3 separate regions of the Sus scrofa genome follow, and all the other regions are linked to region 2. Evidence: chromatin contacts called from public Hi-C and HiChIP or PLAC-seq data. All regions are on one chromosome and are shown on one strand. The core of a region is the stretch at or near the end of the contact, and the rest is flanking DNA. Distances in the headings are between cores, read along the strand shown.

The links. A called contact is a pair of places that touch in the nucleus more often than the background predicts. HiChIP or PLAC-seq counts read pairs in DNA pulled down with a chosen protein or histone mark.
Region 1: a contact with region 2 is called in a Hi-C map of fetal skeletal muscle, with 2.4 times the contacts expected there. The contact joins the promoter of EPHB4 here to the promoter of LOC110259879 in region 2. A contact is called at or near these places in 1 of 5 promoter capture datasets (fetal skeletal muscle), 6 of 47 Hi-C or Micro-C datasets (embryonic fibroblasts, fetal skeletal muscle, liver and 3 more) and 1 of 2 datasets of contacts at active chromatin or transcription factors (alveolar macrophages).
Region 3: a contact with region 2 is called in an H3K27ac HiChIP or PLAC-seq map of alveolar macrophages. The contact joins the promoter of UFSP1 here to the promoter of LOC110259879 in region 2.

The regions. Positions count from the first base shown.
Region 1 is chr3:8,687,817-8,691,931 of Sscrofa11.1, reverse strand. EPHB4 (ephrin type-B receptor 4) reads left to right here and starts at 2,154. Exons shown (of 17, transcript XM_003124371.5): 1 at 2,154-2,703. The coding sequence starts at 2,652.
Region 2 is chr3:8,389,558-8,393,425 of Sscrofa11.1, reverse strand. It overlaps LOC110259879, which reads left to right and starts at 2,558. Exons shown (of 2, transcript XM_021086226.1): 1 at 2,558-3,083. The coding sequence starts at 2,733. LOC100514038 (TSC22 domain family protein 4) reads left to right here. Exons shown (of 6, transcript XM_013995454.2): 5 at 1-39; 6 at 2,019-2,481. The coding sequence ends at 2,252.
Region 3 is chr3:8,730,240-8,734,580 of Sscrofa11.1, reverse strand. It overlaps UFSP1 (inactive Ufm1-specific protease 1), which reads left to right and starts at 2,292. Exons shown (of 1, transcript XM_003354480.4): 1 at 2,292-3,310. The coding sequence starts at 2,733. The coding sequence ends at 3,161. It overlaps SRRT (serrate RNA effector molecule homolog), which reads right to left. Exons shown (of 21, transcript XM_003354479.3): 18 at 4,169-4,325; 19 at 3,896-3,985; 20 at 3,651-3,777; 21 at 3,377-3,567. The coding sequence ends at 3,492. It overlaps ACHE (acetylcholinesterase), which reads left to right. Exons shown (of 5, transcript XM_003354481.4): 4 at 743-912; 5 at 1,784-2,130. The coding sequence ends at 1,905.

The DNA of each region.
Region 1 (4,115 bases), core at 905-3,404, 300 kb before region 2:
GATGATTTTTAAGACTGGAATGAAGGAGTTCCTGTTGTGGCGCAGTGGAAACGAATCTGATTAGTATCCGTGAGGATGTAGGTTCCATCCCTGGCCTCGCTCAGTGGGTTAAGGATCCAGTGTTGATATGAACTGTGGTGTAGGTCACAGACGCAGCTCGGATCTGGGGTTGCTGTGACTGCGGCGCAGGCCGGCAGCTACAGCTCCAATATGACTCCTAGTCTGGGAACCTCCATATGCCAATAGTGCGGCCCTAAAAAGCAAAAGAAAAAAGAGGATTGGCGTGGAAAATCTGATATTATCACCATGGAGGGGGGAAATAATAGGATTTCTGCCAAATTATAGATCTTTGAGGTCAGCAGCCCTGTTTCACAAATCTTGCAAACTAGGCCAGTGATCTCATGGTGCACAGTAGATGTTCAAGAAAGGTTTCATTTTATTCATTCCTTGATTGGTATACACTAGTCATTAGGAACTGGATTACATGCCCGGGGATGGGGGCTGAGGATTCCATGATAGGGAATCCACTGGGTATTTTCTTACCTCTGGTGCCCTCCTCTCTTTGGCTGAGGGAGTGCTGGTGCTCAGGGGTCAGAAATACGAGATTTGAATGTGTGCTGAGCTGTTGCCTCTCTTTACTCCTCTGTCTCATCAGCTCCTCACTCCACACAGCCTCATTTCTCTATGCCTCTGGGTTTCTCTTCCATTCAGGCCATGTACCCCCCACCCTGTAAGGTATGGGTGAAGCGCATTCCCCATCAAAAGAGACAGTTCCAGGGATAACCCAGAGAAGCTGAAAACGAAGGGAGACTGGGCTCGGCTCGGGAGGGGAGGAGGGAATTCCCAGCCCTGACCTGGTCTGCCTGGCTCCAGCCAAGCCGGCTGTTTCCTGCCCTCCGTGACCCCCCACCCCGGAGCAGGACCCAGGCAGGGCTATGAGGAAGGGCAGGGGTGTGGGGAGCACTACTTGCGGCAGCAAGATAAGTGCGCTGGGACAAGAGGTCATTGCAGGCCTGGCCGTTCTCTGTGGATTAGAGGGGCTTGGCAGCCCCCCAGATATCAGGGACTCCTCTTTCCCTCTCTCTAGGCGCCTCAGCTCCTCTAGTCTCGGTCCGCTTAAATACCTTCGGAGTCTAAGCTCTTTCCTTCCAGCTTTTCCACTGACGGACTTTTTGCAGCACCATCTCCCACGCTATAGGTGCTCCAAGGTACAAAGGGGTAGGTGGGAGGAGCGCTGCTTTCCTGGACCCTCCCCTCTAACTGATGAGATGGGGGGCGGGAGGGTGACGGGGAGGAAGGGCCCTCCCAGCCAGGCCTAGGGCCCTCAGGAGCCAGACAGGAAACAGCCTCAGGAAAGACAGACAGCAGCAGCCCCGGCCGAACCTCAGGGGTCAGGGCTGCGGGTGTCCCGGAGCCCTCCGAAACGCGGCAGTGAGTGAGGACCATGATTTGGGAATCCATCCCGACCACTCACTCTGTCGGACCCAACTACCTTTTATTTTCCGATGCTGCCTCGGCTTTTCATACCCCTCCCCATCGCAACCCAGGTGCCCTTCTTCCTCCGCACGCTTTTCAGCACTAGGTTGCGAGTACAGCAGATCCCCAATACTTAATGTTTGTTGAATGATTCTGTGAACTTCGCTCTAGGGTTATCTAAGCTGAGATCACTGCCTTGGGCAGTGGGCCACCCTTCACCCTCAAAAGCTTCCCCCTAAACCGGTCCCCCAGCGCCAACGAGAGAGCGGTGGGCGCATCTAGAAGATTCCAAAATCAGTAGGAAGATCGGATGGGGCTTCGAGTGTGGGGACCTCCATGCTGCTGGGTGTGTTTCTCCGCTCCCCGGTGTCTGCCAGGCTCAGATCTGCCCCGGGGGTCGCCGGGCTCCCGCCCGGACACGCGCGGTCTGGGCCAGGGCGCACGGCCGCGATGCAGGTCTGGGCGGTCCCCGGGCTCCGCGCCCGCCGCCCCTCCCCCTGCTCCAAACTTTCTCCCAACTTCCCGACCTGCTCCGCTCAGCGCCCCGCTCTGCTTCCCTCATGAATTATTCAGCAGCGCCCGCTCCAATCAGCGCGCCCCGGCCCCCTCGCCGAGCCCGGGCTTTCGGGGGGGGGGTTCCCCCGCCCCCCAAGCGCCCCTCCCTCCCCAGCCAGGCGCCGCCCGGCCGAGTCCCAGCCCGGCCCAGCCCCAGCCCGCCCGGCCCCGCGCTGCAGTCTCCCTCCCTCCCGCTCCCGGCCCTGCCCCGACTCCCACCCTCCCAGCCGGCGCGGAGCGTACTCAGCCCGGTCGCGCGAGCAGCACCACTCCAGGGAGTGGGGGGAGACCGCGAACGGCCAGCCCACCCCTAGCCAGCCAGGGCGGGACCCCGAAGCCCCGGGGGGACCTCGACTCCAGCCACGTCTCGCTCTGCTCTCGCCCGACGCAGCCGCTGCCAGGACGCCCCCAGCCCACCGGTCTGCGCGCGCGGCGGGGACGCAGGGCCACACCTGGGCGCCAACACCCGGTGCCCGGTGCGGCCACATGGGCCCGCGCTGAGGGCCCCGACCGAGTCCCGCGCGGGTAGTCGGCGTCCACCCGCTCAGGGAGGGGTTCAGACCTGGGGGGGCTAGCGCCCCCCAAACTCGGATCGGATCCAACCGGAGAGAGGCGGCGCCATGGAGCTCCGGGCTCTGCTTTGCTGGGCTTCGCTTGCAGCCGCTTTAGAAGGTGAGTTTTCCTGGGGGCGCCCCGCCACTTCGGGGGTCCCCGAAGATAGGCCTCGGAGTGTAGGGGCCGACCTCTGTCTTCCCCTAACCCGACACCCCAACCCTGAACACTCCAGACCAATAGTGCTGGCTCGGGAGGGGGGCGGGGAGGAGGCGGCCCAGCGGGGAGTGGAGTTTTCTTTTGTTTGGGAAAGCGATGGAGTCGAGCTCCGTCCCGGGACGCGGACCTGCCCCGGTCCCGGCTCCTCAAGCTCTTACTCTGGCCTCCAAACACCCTGCCAGCCTTTCCTTTTCTCCGTACAACGATCTTCAAAACTCTTTCCAAAATTTCTGTCCCTCTTCCCACCTCCGCCAAACATGAGGAAACGTTCCTGGAGGCACCACGGCAGACAAGGCAGAACTTTGTGCTCGGCCGTAAAACTACCGCGGCCCCCATTCCTCAGCCTTCACACCTTGATCCTACACTTCCACACACCTCGGGCCGGACGGCCCCCTTCTGCACTCACTCCAAACTTGCGAATCCCTCCCAAAGCCACAGCCCCTGCTGCAGGAAGGCCCCCTCCCTGGTTTCTCCAGGCTGCACCCCAGCCCTTTAAATGCTGTCTAGACCCCAGCCCTGTTCCAGACCCACCAGAGTCCTTTCCTCTAACCCTATTGGCTGGTAAAAACTGACCTACACGACCCTCTTGTCACCAGAACTCAGCCTAACTATCACCTCCTAGTCTCTTTACATTTCTATTTTTTCTGCATTTCCCCCCCCCCACATGTTACTTTATTCATGAGTCTTTGCCCTCCCCTCAACCCCTAGAAGGGGAGCAGAGAGCCCCATAAACCCTCCTCCCATAGCCCTAATCTCCTTTCAGTGAGCTGCCTCCTTCCCCTCCTTCACTGCCTGGAATCAAAGGGGTCTCTGGGGAGTGGGCCATGGGGCGGGGGCTTCTGAGGAGGAGGAATGAAAAGCAATTAGGAACCCCTCTCCCCCAGGCTGGGCAGCGCTGCTCTGGGCTGGGGATCAAAGGCTGGGTGTGAGGGGAGAGGGGAGACTTGCTGGGCTCAGAGAAAGAAGTGGAAAGAACTGTGGGAGAGAGAGGAGGAGGGAAGGTAAAGCGGGAAGCGAACTGGCCAGGATGGATGGGTGGGTGAGAGAGAGAAAGACGCAAAGAGGATCAGGGAGTCACTTTTAATTCCTATTCCCCGAGTGCTTTCCGAGCCCCGGGCCCGTGCTAAGCGCTTTATGTTTTCATGGTTCCAACAACCCTCTGGGTGGGAGGTATTGTTGCTCCCATTTTACAGATGAGAAGACTGAGACTTTCCATTTATCCACGGCTCTGTGCCCCAGTGAAAGTGACAGATGGGAGACAGAAAACAGAGGAGAGTGACAGTCAGAAAGAGGAATGGAGATGGGCAGAGAGT
Region 2 (3,868 bases), core at 1,309-3,808:
TCAGCCCTACAGTCTGGCTGGCGGATGTGCAGCTGGAAGGTCAGCGCCATATCCACCTTGTCCCCGGCGGCCGCCCCCCACCCTCTCTTACCCCCCATGATTCACTCACAGCATGTAAAATGGTATGGCCACTCCGGAAAAATGGTTTGGTCGGTTCTTAGAAAACATGCAATTATCATGTGGCCCAGTAACTACACTGGGGCATTTATCCCAGAGAAATGAAATTTTATGTTCACACACACATCTGCATCTGCATGTTCTCAGCAGCTTTATTCATAAGAGCCCACACCAACCCAAAGGCCCTTCAGTGGGTGAATATGGTTAAACAGTGATATACTGATACCATGGGCTGCTCCTCAACCCTAAAAATGAGCTCTGTGGATGCAAATGCAACCACTTGGATGGATCTCAAGGGAATAATGCTGGGTGAAAACAATCCCGAAAGGTTATATTGCCTAAGATTCCATTTATATTATATACCATTCTTTTTTAAAAAGTTTCATTTTATATTGGAGTATAGTTGATTTACAATGTTTTAGTTTTGTGTGTACAGCAAAGTGACTCATGTATGCGTATACATATATCTATTCTTTCTCATATTCTTTTCCCATATAGGTTTATTAGAAAATGTTGAGTAGAGTTCCCTGTGCTATACAGTAGGTCCTTGTTATATACACCATTCTTGTTTTTTTGTTTTTTGTTTTCTTTTTAGGGCCGTACTGCGGCATATGGAAGTTGTCAGGCTAGGGGTCGAAGCAGAGTTACAGCTGCTGGCCTACATCACAGCCACAGCAACACTGGATCCGAGCCATGTATGCGACCTACACCACAGCTCACGGCAATGCCGGATCCTTACCCACTGATCAAGGCCAAAGATCAAACCCGCAACCTCATGGTTCTGAGTCGGATTTGTTTCCTCTGTGCCACGACAGGCACTCCAATAATAATTTTTTAAAAGTTCACCTGACCGCCCTGTAGAGGGAGGTCAGAAAGGGCCAAGAGGAGAGAGGCAGGAAGATCCACTGAGGGTTGTGGTCCAGGCTAAGAGGGAAGGATGTTCTGGATGGGGGGAGAGGCACTGGGAAGTACAAGTTAAGAGACTGGAGTGGTATTTAGGAGGTAGAATTGTTGTACCAGGTGGTTGGATGTGGTGAGGGGAGAGGGAGAGACGGAAGTACAAGCAGGCTGGAGCCATTTGCTCGGAGCGGAGCAGGCTTAGGGGAGAAAGTGATGAGTTTAGGGAAATGCGGCAGGATGAGTGAAGATGTTGGAAGGACATGTGCAGGGAGATGTCTAGGAGGCAGTGGGATATACAGGCCTGGAGGCCAGGAGAGAGCTCTGGGTTGGAGACAGAGGTCAAGGTGTCATTCTGTCCTTCATTTTAATACACTCCTCATGAAATCCTAGTGGGGACTCAAAGGTTCGTCAGACATGGTCCTTGCCTTCCAGGAGCTTGTATGCTGGTATTGAAAACAGATGAGTCTAGAGAACAAATAGCATATAAAATGTATAATATGCTGGTATTGAGAACAGATGAGTCTATAAAACAAATAGCATATAAAACAAATGGGGAGTTTCCATTGTGGCTCAGCAGGTTAAGAACCTGACACAGTGTCTGTGAGGATGCAGGTTCCATTCCTGGCCTTCCTCAGTGGGTTAAGGATCTGGCATTGCCACAAGCTGCGGCGTAGTTTTGCACATGTGGCTCAGATCAGGTGTTGCTGTGTCTGTACCGTAGGCCAGCAGCTGCAGCTCTGATTCAGCCCTTAGCCTGGGAACTTCCTTATGCTGTAGGTGCGGCCCTAATAAGAAAAAGACAAAAAAGAAAAACCTGATATGGACAAACACAAGAGCAGAGACAACCCGAGAAGGCCTCCTGGAGGAGGCAGTGCCCAAGCTAAGGCCTGACAGAGGAGGTGGAATTAGACAAGGCTTTGCTGTTTATCTGCAGGTGGTCCCACCAGCAGTTTCTCCCTAGACTGTGCTATTCACTTGCGCTCATCTTCTCTTTTTCACAGTCATCTGTGAGTTCTACCTCAGTTGCCTCCCAAATGAAGACTCGTTCCCCTTTGGAGTCTCGAGAGGCTGAGATGCTTCGGGAAGTGTACCTGGTGCTGTGGGCCATTCGGAAACAACTGCGGCAGCTGGCCCGCAGGCAGGAGAGGCGGCGTCGGCGCCACATCCGGGCCCACACCTGCCCCCAAACTGACCCAGTTCAGAGCCTGAAACAGGATGCCCGGAGTCCCCTCTAAGGTGGGAACCCCACATCCTCAGCCCTCACCTCACTCTTAGGTAAGGTTGATAGGAGAGGTTGGGGCAGCAGGCCACGGGTTGTGAGTGAGGAGAAGTTTTCATACTGTCACCTCTTATCAGGACCCCAAGGCCTGGCCTGGGGTCACACATATTCCCCTTCATTCCTTTTATTCAATTTGTAAAAAATTATCAAACTGTTGGGAAATAAATATCAGATATTTCTGAGTAGATGTAGAAGCGTGTTTGTGGTTGACCAGAGGCAAAGAGGGGAACTTGAGTGGGACAGGGAGAGTCACCTGAGAACAGGGAGGGTGGGGGGGCGCGGGGTTGGGCCCACAAGCCTTTTAGGAGCTGATTGCCTTTGGCAACTCTGCCCGGCCAGTAGCAATAGCTTCGGCGCCCATCCATCGAGGACACGCTGGGTACCAGATGCGGAGCCCACGCTCTCCCTGGAAATCCCACAAGTGAGACTGCTGCAGATGTTATGGGACTTGTCCAAGACCCCACAGCGAATGACACCTCGCAGGAAACTCCGCCTCCGCAGCCCACGGCCCTGCCTCTCTGGCGCTCCCCGGCTCGGCCAGGGCGAGGGTCAGTGCCCTGCGCCTGGGGTCGGCGGACAAACAGCGGGCCGTCTAGCCACGCCCCCACTGAGAGCTGCGGAAAACTACACTTCCCAGGGTTCCCCGCGGCGACGTGGCGCTGCCGGGGGCAGAGGGCCCGGGCTGGGGGCGGGGCCGCCGGGGTCGCAGTCGGAAGACTCGGGAGGGTGTCCGCCTGACGCCGCGGGAGCGAAGGCCGGGCGGGAGGCCTTGGCCTTCCGGAGGGAGGTAGAGGGGAAGGGGACAACACAAGGGAAGACCGAGGAGCCGCAAGTTCCCTCTACGGCTTAGCTCACCCGCTTACCCAGGCCACGCGGAGGCGCAGAGGTGGTTCGCCAAGGAAAAGCGTGGATATTTCGCCAGACGGCAAAATTCTGGGATGTCAGAGTTACAGGGCTTGGAGGTGGGGGAGAGCAAAGGTTGGCAGCAGGTCCCGAGCCTAGAGGGCAGCAGAGGCCCCGGGACCGAGGGAGGGACTGCTGTGTCGCTGGGTCTTGGTCCGGGAGAGGTCGGCCCTGAGGAGCAGGTGGTGGGCGTGAGCAAGGCTGGGGGCCAGAGAGGAACAGCAGGGACGGTTTGCAGATTCCCAGCACCCAGTTCACTAGAAGAGTCAGCAAATTCTCCTGCCGCCATCTCCCTCATCCGCAACTCTGGCAGGGTTGGGCTCCATTGCTGGGAATCTGGGTGGCCTCTCCCAAAAGACCGGAGTAGCAGTGGGCTACCCAGCCCTATGCCCTGCAGCTCTGCTACCCTGATCCTGTTAGCTGTGCACGGTGCCCCAACATTTACAGTCCTGGTAATATCGCTCACACTTATCAAACACCCACCGTGACTATTCTTATATCTTGTTCTAAGTAACTCTCACAATAGCTTTATGATGAAGTCTTATCACTTCCATTTTTTCGCGAGGAAAATTGAGGGACAGAACGGGGTATGTTTAAGGTCATGTAGCTTTTCATTCGTCCTATGAATGAGTCTGGCTCCCACAGGACATATTACAGGTACACACACGT
Region 3 (4,341 bases), core at 1,043-3,542, 340 kb before region 2:
CAAGGGGAGGGGACAGACAGACAGAGAAAGAGGCAGAAAAGCAGAGCAGACAGGAAGGGCTGGGCGGGGGACAAGTTCAGAAAGGAAGGGAGACAAAGGGGGAGAGAGAATGACAAAGGAGACCTCAAGAGAAGGGGAGGGGGGAGGCAGTGGCACATCCTGATGAGACAGGGACAGAACCGAGGGAGGTGAAGAGAAGAGACAGACAAGGACAAAGGAGTTACCGTCGCAGTTAGGAGCTGAAGTGTAGAACTGGATCAGTTGGACTGGTGGTGATTTTATTAGCTGTGACATGTGTGCGCGCACGCAGACAGCTTACCTGTCTGAAGAAGGGGACCATAAATTCAGCATCATACGGGTGTTGGCAGAAGTAAATATGACGTTTGTAGAGAGAGGACCAGGCCTGTTTATATAGTAAAGGGCTCAATAAATCAGCAATTTTTTTTTTTTTTTTTTTTTTTAATGGGAGAAACAAAGATGGAGCAGTAAAACTGAGGGAAAAGAAGAGGAACAGCAGAAAGAGGGAAGGCAGGAGGAAGGGGAAGACTCCAGGCAACAGGGACTGTTGGAAAAGAGAAAGGATTAAGGAGGCGGTGGGAGGGAGGGGATGAGGCTCTCCCTGGAGCCTAAGAGGGCACGGGGTCAGGAAGCAGCCTGCCTCCCCCTACTCTCCATCTCCATTCCGCAGGCCCCAGGGAGGGGCTGGCTTGCCTGAGGCCGAACCTTCTCTTTCCTTCCGCAGGGACCCCAATGACCCCTGGGATTCCAAAGCCCCGCAGTGGCCCCCGTACACGGCGGGAGCGCAGCAGTACGTGAGCCTGAACCTGCGGCCGCTGGAGGTGCGACGCGGGCTGCGTGCCCAGGCCTGCGCCTTCTGGAACCGCTTCCTACCCAAATTGCTCAGCGCCACAGGTACGCAGAAGCCCGCAGGCAGGGCTGGGCGGAGGAACGGGAAAGGGGCGCGGAGAGAGAGAGGGGTGCGGGAGCCGGCAGGGTATAACCCCTCTCTTCTCCCCCCAGCCTCGGAGGCCCCCTGCACCTGCTCAGGCCCCGCCCACGGGGAGGCTGCCCCGAGGCCCAGGCCCGGCCTCCCCCTATCCCTCCTCCTCCTCTTCCTCTCCCGGTTCCTGCGGCTGTGACCATGGCCTCTTCCCCCTCCGGCCTCAGGGGGCCCCTCCTCTAAAGAGTGGTCGGACCGTGGGGAAGGGCCCCACTCAGGGATCTCCGACCCAGCGCCCCCTCCCTCCTCAAACCGAGAAACTCAAACTGGACAGGGCTGGGGGGCTGGAGAGGACCGGTGACCCATCTCAGGGACCCACACGCCTTCGTTGTCTAAGTGGAAATGAAAAAGCCAATTTTCTTTTTTATATAAAATTATTCTTTGGAGCCTGAGCTTGGTGTTGGGGAGAGAGTGAGGCCCTGGGGCTAGATAGCACCACACAGTGGGGCTATAACCGCCAACCATTTCTGTCTCTTCTCTTTTCCCCACCAACCCACGGATCCTCCTCCTCTGACCCCTTCTGTGCCCGTCTTCCGGTCATTTTCTCCCCCTCCCTCCTCCTTCCCGCCATCCTTCTCCGGCCCCGCCTCTATCCTTGTCCTCTTTCTGGTCTTCCGTCTTCCCTCTTTCGCATATTCTCCTGATCCTCTTTCCACCATCCCACATGGCCTCCTACATTCTCCGTGTGTCCTCCCCGAACTGCCCCCCACCCACCCCCGCACGTCCATTCCCTTCCTTTCCATTGTCCTCCCCGCACCCACTTGCCGGGCGCCCTGGCCGCAGACACGCTGGACGAGGCGGAGCGCCAGTGGAAGGCCGAGTTCCACCGCTGGAGCTCCTACATGGTGCACTGGAAGAACCAGTTTGACCATTACAGCAAGCAGGATCGCTGCTCAGACCTGTGATCCAGGCGGGACCCCACGTCCCTCTGCCCTGCCCGCCTCGCCCAGCCCCCCCAGCTGTATATACTATTTATTTAAGGGCTGGGATATAACAGAGAGGATTCCTAGACCCTGCCCACCCACCTTTCCCCTGGGGCTCCCCGCCCTCTGCATGTCTCGGGCCGAGCCCCCTCCCCCACGGTGCCTTCGCCCCTCTGGGCTGCCAATAAACTGTTATCAGCCACAGAAGTGTGCGCGACTGGGGCTGGGATCTGGGAAGAAAGCCTCAACCACCGGGTGAATGGAAGCGTGGGTGCGAAAGCCGGTGGGACGGATTGATCGCTGGCGTGGGAGGGGGGGCCGGCGCCCGCCCCGCGAGGCGGAGCTCGCGCCTGCGCGGTGACGCCGGCGACGCGGCGGTGCATTGTGGGAGCCCCGCGGCTCGGCCTCGACGTTAAGGGGCGGCCTCTCTCTCCGCTGCTACGTGGGGCCCGCACGCCGAGTCTGCCCGCAGCTGGCTCGAGCCTCGGGGCCGAGAGGACGCGCTGGAGCCCGGAGTTCGCTTCGCGCCGCACGGAGACCGCACCTGCCCGGCCCAGCGACCACCGCGCCCACCCACCGCCCTGGAGCCGCTGAAGGATGTCCACTTGGGCCTGGACCCGCCCGCCCGCGGCCCCGCTCGCCTGGCTCTCCTCTCGGGCCATTACCTCTATTACCACTACGGCTGCGACGGCCTGGATGACCGGGGCTGGGGCTGCGGTTACCGCACTCTGCAGACTTTGTGCTCGTGGCCAGAGGGCCGGCCGACGGGGGTACCCGGGCTGGCTGCCGTGCAGGCGGCCCTGGAGGACATGGGAGACAAGCCACCCGGCTTCCGGGGCTCTCGGAGCTGGATCGGGTGTGTAGAGGCCAGCCTCTGCCTGGATCATTTCGGGGGGCCTCAGGGGCGCCTATGCCACGTGCCCCGTGGAGCAGGGCTTCAGGGGGAGCTGGAGAGGCTCTACTCTCACTTTGCAGGAGGCGGGGGGCCTGTAATGGTTGGCGGGGATGCAGATGCCCAGGCCAAGGCCTTGTTGGGAGTGTGCCTGGGGCCAGGCACAGAAGCCTATGTCCTGGTATTGGACCCTCACTGCTGGGGTGCTCCGAAAAACCCCAGTGAATTACAGGCTGCTGGGTGGGTGGGCTGGCAAGAGGTAAGCACAGCCTTTGACCCCAACTCCTTCTACAACCTGTGCTTGACCAGCTGTAACTCGGAAAAGCAGCGAAATGCCTTGGACTGAGGCTAAGATCCCAGAACCAAAACATCTCTAGTTCCATATACACTCACCTACCCCCAACTCAAAGGCAGAGGCTGCCTGACATCAGGCCCCCAGGAAGTCCCAGCAAAACCTGGGACCTTTGGTGTCAATAAAGTGGCAAGGCCCAGCTACCCATGGCCCCAGTCAATCTTTGGGAGAATGTGGGGAGGTGTATATTATACACTAAGTAAAGAGTGTGACCGTGGAAGTGCTTTTATCGGCAGTAAGGCTGAACGTACAAAAACTTCTCAGAGTTGGATGGGACAAAGCAGTCATATTTGTAGATGATACCAGGAGTGAGGAAAAGATGGCTCAAAAGAAATCCACGTCGTCTGGAGCATCCAGGTCACGGTATTCCACAATGGCCCGTGGGTCTCCACGGACCATCCTTTGAGATAAGAAAGAGGTAAGATAGGATGATGAGAGCTGACCCCAAAAGGGAGCAAGAATATTTAGGCAGCCCATTCTCACCTGTTTCGAGGTTTCCCAGGATAACCTCCCTGGCCTCGGAAGGCATCATAGTTCCCTCGGCCAGCACCATAGGGAGCATGGGGGTACGGAGGCCCTCCTGTGGGGACTGCAGGGCGAACGGCACCAGCTATGAAAAACATCAATGTTGAGCTGAAAAACCGTGACCTCAACTACATCCTAGCTAAGTTTTCTTTCTCTCGGCCCCTCACCATCATCAAGTCCTTTTGACTCCCTCTTACACTTACCTCCATAGCCCAAGATGGGGGGCCGAGGCTGACCATAGGGCATCAGGCCCTGGGGAGTCTGGTGCGGGTAGGGGAGTCCCGGAGTCAGGCCTGGGGGGAGTACAACACGGACAGGAACATGAATTACTGCGGGGGGGGGGGGGACAACTGCTTTTTAGTGATTTGGCTCGAGAATGGGAGGAGACTTTTCAGGTATGACACGTTAAAGAGAACCGGGAGTCTCAATAGTCAAGGAACAGGGGATGTGGCTGACCCTCACGGATCGTATCTTACTCTGGGCAGGGCCAGGTGGCTGAGCTGGCTTGATCTCGGGCAGAGCTGGGCGCTTGGCATCCGTAAGAAAGTTGTTAAAAAACGCCACCTCCTTCTTCACTTCCTCAATTTTCTCTGCATGCTTGTTGAAGATATGTTTGCGCACAAACTCAGGGCCCTAGGGGAGAGGAGGG